Linked DNA regions of Gossypium hirsutum: region 1 is linked to region 2. The links are chromatin contacts, called in public Hi-C maps. All regions are on one chromosome and are shown on one strand. The core of a region is the stretch at or near the end of the contact, and the rest is flanking DNA. Distances in the headings are between cores, read along the strand shown.

Region 1 (2,700 bases), core at 106-2,605, 550 kb before region 2:
AACTTGCAATCACACATATGTACACGGCAGATATAAAATTATGTTGATGAACCTCGTCAGTCGTCAGACACATTGTGATTGGTACAAATGGTGGTGCTCTTGTCTACTTCTCACGTGCCTTTCACAGCTGTTTGATTGTAATGTAGTTAAAGCAGCTGCTTTGAAGTTCGAAGCACCAAATTCAGCACATCCTTTTTAGGTTGCCCAGTATGGTTGTTACAGATACAATGCCCCCATTTGATTCTGTCCCCCTTCGCCCATACCTCCATCACATCGCTGCCCTCATTTAATATTTTTTAAGGAAAATTTCATATATATATATGCTATTAATATTTAATTCTGGATTTCAACCCATGATATATACCATATTTAAAGAGTCGATGATCGGGATGAATAGTTATTGAATTTTTGTTCCTTTTTATAAAATAAGTGATATATTTTTATAAGGTTTTAATTTATGTTTAATATAAAAAAAATCGCACCTGTTGTAATTTGTACTTAATTTTCATCTAATTTACTTTAACATTCCATATTTATTAGATTATTGATTTTTTTAACCTTAAAAGTAGACTTACTGTAATATAAAAAATTAATTAAAAATTAATTAAAAAACTAATAGAAATAATTTATTATAAATCCTATACAATTGGATAAAATACCTAGTAAATGGTATGAAAAATTATCTGTCGTTATCTTGAAATTTGATAATCTGCTGACAGCAATATGGTACCACCCAATATCTTGATCCGGAAGGCGGAACTTGCTTTTAAATGGGTACTGACAGAACCGGACGCGTGTAGGAACCGGACAGGATCCAAAGCTGACCACACTTGGGCGACCGTTTCATTTCATGCACAACTCCCTTCGCAGTTTTGCGCCAAGTATTCCCACAAATTATAAACAAACTGTCCAACCGATTCATAAACCGTCAAATTACTGCCACCTATGCTAACCTCTTACTATTCCTCACTACCTAGCCGCTTTCATATTTTTAGATTTTAATCCTTTACTACTCTATCTAATAATCCATGCTAATGGTATCACCCACCACCCACTAATTTAATAATGAATTTGTTAAAATATATTCTTATATATAAAATATGTTCAATTTATTTATAAAATTACTAAAATTTAATAGATTATTTTTATACGATTATTCAATAAAAATTTATTAAATTTTAAATTAGAATGATGTACATTTAAATTTAATGAAAGTTTATTGTGAGAGGTATCTGATTTGAATTATAAATAGAGGGATAATATTTTAAAATTCTTAAGATTACAAGGACTGGGGCATAAATTAAATCTATTCATCTCTCCCCGTTGATTTCCTCTTTAAAAACTTCAAAAAACGAACGAACTGATAGAGACTCCATAAATAGCGGGAACCGACTCTACTGCTCTTCATCCGCCGCCATCCGCTGCTCTTTCCCCTTACCGGCGACGCCTCGCTGTCAAAGCATCCGCTTCTTTCGTTTCGTTGTTGAATCAGCCACGAAAACAGTTGCAGATCAAAACAATTTTCATTTTAATTATAAAAAATTAAAAAAAATTGTAGGCAAAGCAAATGGAACAAAAAGGCTTACTGTTATCGGCGTTGGGTGTGGGTGTTGGGGTAGGGGTAGGGCTAGGTTTGGCTTCGGGTCAGAACAAATGGACCAGAAGCGGTTCCAATTCATCAACCGGCATCACTTTGGAGAGGATAGAGAAAGAATTACTTCGCCAAATCGTTGATGGCAGAGAAAGCCAAGTCACCTTCGATGAGTTCCCTTACTACCTCAGGTAAATTCCCAATTTTTTGAGCTCTATTGGCTGGAAAACAAGAGATTTTTGAATCACCTATATGAATATTTTTAACTTGCTTATACAATTTTTTTTAATTGTTGGAATGATGTTTAATTTTATGTGGCAGTGAACAAACTCAAGCATTGCTAACCAGTGCTGCCTATGTCCATTTGAAACATGCTGATGTTTCCAAGTACACAAGGAACCTTTCTCCTGCTAGTCAAGCTATATTACTATCGGGACCTGCAGGTTGATTGCCCGAAATCACAGGCGGCTATACTTGACATGTTTTTTTGGTGTTCATGGGGCTGTCTCTATAAGGCTGCTACTGACTGTGTCTGTGTTATTTCTTCTTTTTTTTCCTTGGTAGAACTTTACCAACAAATGCTTGCCAAAGCTTTAGCCCATTTCTTTGAATCCAAGTTGCTGCTCTTGGATGTAACTGATTTTTCCTTAAAAGTGAGTATGTTACTCATTTTCTTCTTCCTTCACCATTAAGCTTCAAGTTTTAACATCTGACATTTAAGTGATTTACTTTTGTTACAGATTCAAAGTAAATATGGAAGTGGCCAAGAATCTGTAAGATTCTCTCTTTTTTTTGTTTAGGATGACACATCGAAATAGTTCAGTTCAACCCTGCTTTAGAGCTTTCCCTAACCGTTGATTCTCTCATGCAGTCTTTCAAAAGATCCACTTCGGAGTCGACACTCGAGCGATTGTCAGGCTTATTTGGTTCATTTTCACTCCTTTCTCAGGAAGAGCCCAAAGGTATGGCAGGAAATGTTCTGGTTTCCATGGTATTGTGTACAGTGTTTGTGTGTATATCTCTGTGACCATGAACCATAAGTTATATTACAGGTACGTTGAGGCGGCAGAGCAGCGGTGTGGATATTGGGTCAAGGTATTGCGACATAT
Region 2 (2,700 bases), core at 111-2,610:
TGATAGTTTAACATGTTCGTTTCAGATTCTTAAATCTTTAGAGAAGAAAGGAAAGGGTGGATTTGGCAACAACACATTCAGACCAGGAACCCCACCTCACAAGGTAGGAAACTATTAGTCATCATGAATTGATAAATTGAATCACCAAGGAATATATGTATAAAGGTAAGCAATTCCGTCCTATAATATTTATCGATAATCAGGTATAAAGCTTGAGTCACCAGATATATGTATAACTGCGTCCTACTGTTTCTGGTCAATGGATCAGTTATTACCAAATGGACATAGGACCCATGTAGAAATATGCCACAGAGAGAGAGAGAGGTTCAACCGTTTACTATCAAAATTTCCTTTGACATTGATTGCTGCTTTGTCAACGACTCAGCGCCTTTCTGAACAGCCCCTTCCCTGGTTTCACTTCTTTTTTACTTAGTGATGGGAGTGCAGCTTTAGTTAGATTGTCCATTTTCAGCTGTTTTTATCAGATTGTTTCGTTTTATTTTTCTGGCACTAAACCAATTTGTGCCCTTTTTTTATCTTCTTTCAGGGTGGGAAGCGCTGAGTAAGACCGTAAAGTTCAATGTTGGATGACCAATAGACCAATAGGGTCGTTCTTGTCTCTACTTAATGATGGTGTTTTGTTGAATGAAACTGTGATGGCTGGCTGGACTATTGTTGGATGCAAAAGGAAATTGGAAGGTAAAGTTGCTGGAATGACATAGGAGAAGAGCTATGGAGCTCGGTTACCAGCCGGAGCTTGGTTTTTCTTATCATATGTAAAACCGGATTCTAATTCCAGTATGTTGATTTTTAATTCTTGTAGGTAACGAAATATCATTTCGTATCGTAACTGTTTTCAGCTTCTGTTGTGGTTGGGGTAGTACCCTTCCAAGTCAAATGGAAAGAAAAAAAATTATGAACTTGGTGGCTATGGCTCTCGGCCGTTTTATGCTTTAACATTGAGATTTTGGTAACCTATGAACAAAAGCCTGAAGTAGTTTCAGGCACTTCAGCGGCTTTAAAATCAGAACCATCCATGATACAATGCGATGCGCTTTCACAAAGGCAAAATTTATGAGAGTTTGATAACATCGTAAATCTTAAATACTAATAGCTTGGATAAAATAGGGAACCAAGATTTACAATTGGCTCTTACTTTCGATGTTATGTGGGTTGTATTTGGAACTTTGTTTAAATAAATTATTAAAAATTACATAAAATAAAAATAATTAAAAAGGTCCTATTCAATTGTTGGTTTATATCGGTTTATTGGTTCAACTTTAATTGGACCGGTCCTGTCCTGGTAAAACTTAAAAAAGAAATCCTGAAAAATATATAATTAGATCAACCTTTTTCTGTTCATTTTGCTAATTAACTAAGTAGAAGATTCTCAAAACTCTGGCAAAATTATGAAGTGCTGATGAATAGAGAGAGAGTGGTAGTGGTACCAGTAAAAAGTTCATTCGAAAAGATTCATGCCCAGAACAAAGAAATAAGCAAAAATGTATATAGTGGTATCTGGGTCCAAAATATAGACACTTGCGCATCGAATTTGTAATAAAAACGCAGCCTTCAACACATTTGAAGGCAGAGCTACTACATAGGCCATGAAGTGCCGATCCATGGCGTGTATATGGTCAGGCACGCCTCCGGTCCATCGTGTCACAGCCACAGCCGCTCTCAACCACCCTCCGACTCTCTACACTGGCGGATCCGATGGCTCCATCCTCTGGTGGAACCTCTCCAATTCAGATTCCCACTCGGTAACCAACTAACTTTACTCGATTCAATTTAGGAAAACAATATAACTAAAAGATTCGGGTTCTCTTCTTCTTATTAAGAATAATTAGCTTATTATATTTGTGTTATGCAATTGAATGACCAGAGAGCTTCAATTTGATATTATATATGCATTTGCTCGGTAGTAAATCTGGGTTTTGCTAGGGTATAGTTTAGATTGTTGAATTTAGACTGATGGTCGAAATTTGTATCATATTCAGGAAATTCGACCAATTGCTATGTTGTGCGGTCATGCTGCACCAATAGCTGATCTCGCCATTTGCTGTCCCATTGTAGTATCTGGAGAACAAAGCATGGACTATTCAAGTAATGTTGCTTTCAACTCTAGCTTTGATAATGGGGGTGCCTTACTAAGTGCTTGTACTGACAGTATGTTGTGCGTCTGGAGCAGAAGTAGTGGCCACTGCAGGCGTAGAAGAAAACTGCCACCTTGGGTGGGCAGCCCATCGATTATTCGTACATTGCCTTGGAATCCAAGATATGCTTGTGTAGGCTGTTGCTTTATTGATGCTGCACATTTAACTGACCACCAGTTGATGGAATCTGCCGAAGGGGGTGAGATTTCAATGGATAAAGAATCTCAGAACAGGAAGCCTCCTAAGTGTACTGTTGTTATTGTTGATACGTATACTCTTACTATTGTACAAACCGTTTTTCATGGGAATTTGTCCATTGGGCCTTTGAAGTTTATGGATGTTGTTTCTTCAGTTGATGATGGAGAAATACATTGTTCACTCTTGGCTGACTCCTTTGGTAAGCTACAATTGTTTCCTTTGACAAAGGACTTTCATCAAGGTAGTGAGGGTGAGACTAGGTTGCAGAAATCTTCTAAGCAAGAAATAGAGGCATGGGAAGATGGCCTTGTTGAGGCTGGACAAGTAGTGTCAATTGCAACGTGTA

The links. Hi-C and Micro-C count contacts between places; a contact is called where the count stands out from the background.
Region 1: a Hi-C map of leaf shows a contact between it and region 2, with 2.4 times the contacts expected there. The contact joins the promoter of LOC107950630 here to the promoter of LOC107949501 in region 2. A contact is called at or near these places in 13 of 34 Hi-C or Micro-C datasets (anther, callus, hypocotyl and 2 more).

Annotation. Positions count from the first base shown.
Region 1 is chrD03:32,312,443-32,315,142 of Gossypium_hirsutum_v2.1, reverse strand. LOC107950630 reads left to right here and starts at 1,355. Exons shown (of 16, transcript XM_016885512.2): 1 at 1,355-1,782; 2 at 1,913-2,034; 3 at 2,156-2,244; 4 at 2,332-2,364; 5 at 2,463-2,553; 6 at 2,644-2,686. The coding sequence starts at 1,568.
Region 2 is chrD03:31,767,244-31,769,943 of Gossypium_hirsutum_v2.1, reverse strand. LOC107949501 reads left to right here and starts at 1,360. Exons shown (of 9, transcript XM_016884162.2): 1 at 1,360-1,763; 2 at 2,001-2,700. The coding sequence starts at 1,608. It overlaps LOC107949500 (serine/threonine-protein phosphatase PP1), which reads left to right. Exons shown (of 4, transcript XM_016884161.2): 3 at 1-103; 4 at 548-920. The coding sequence ends at 562.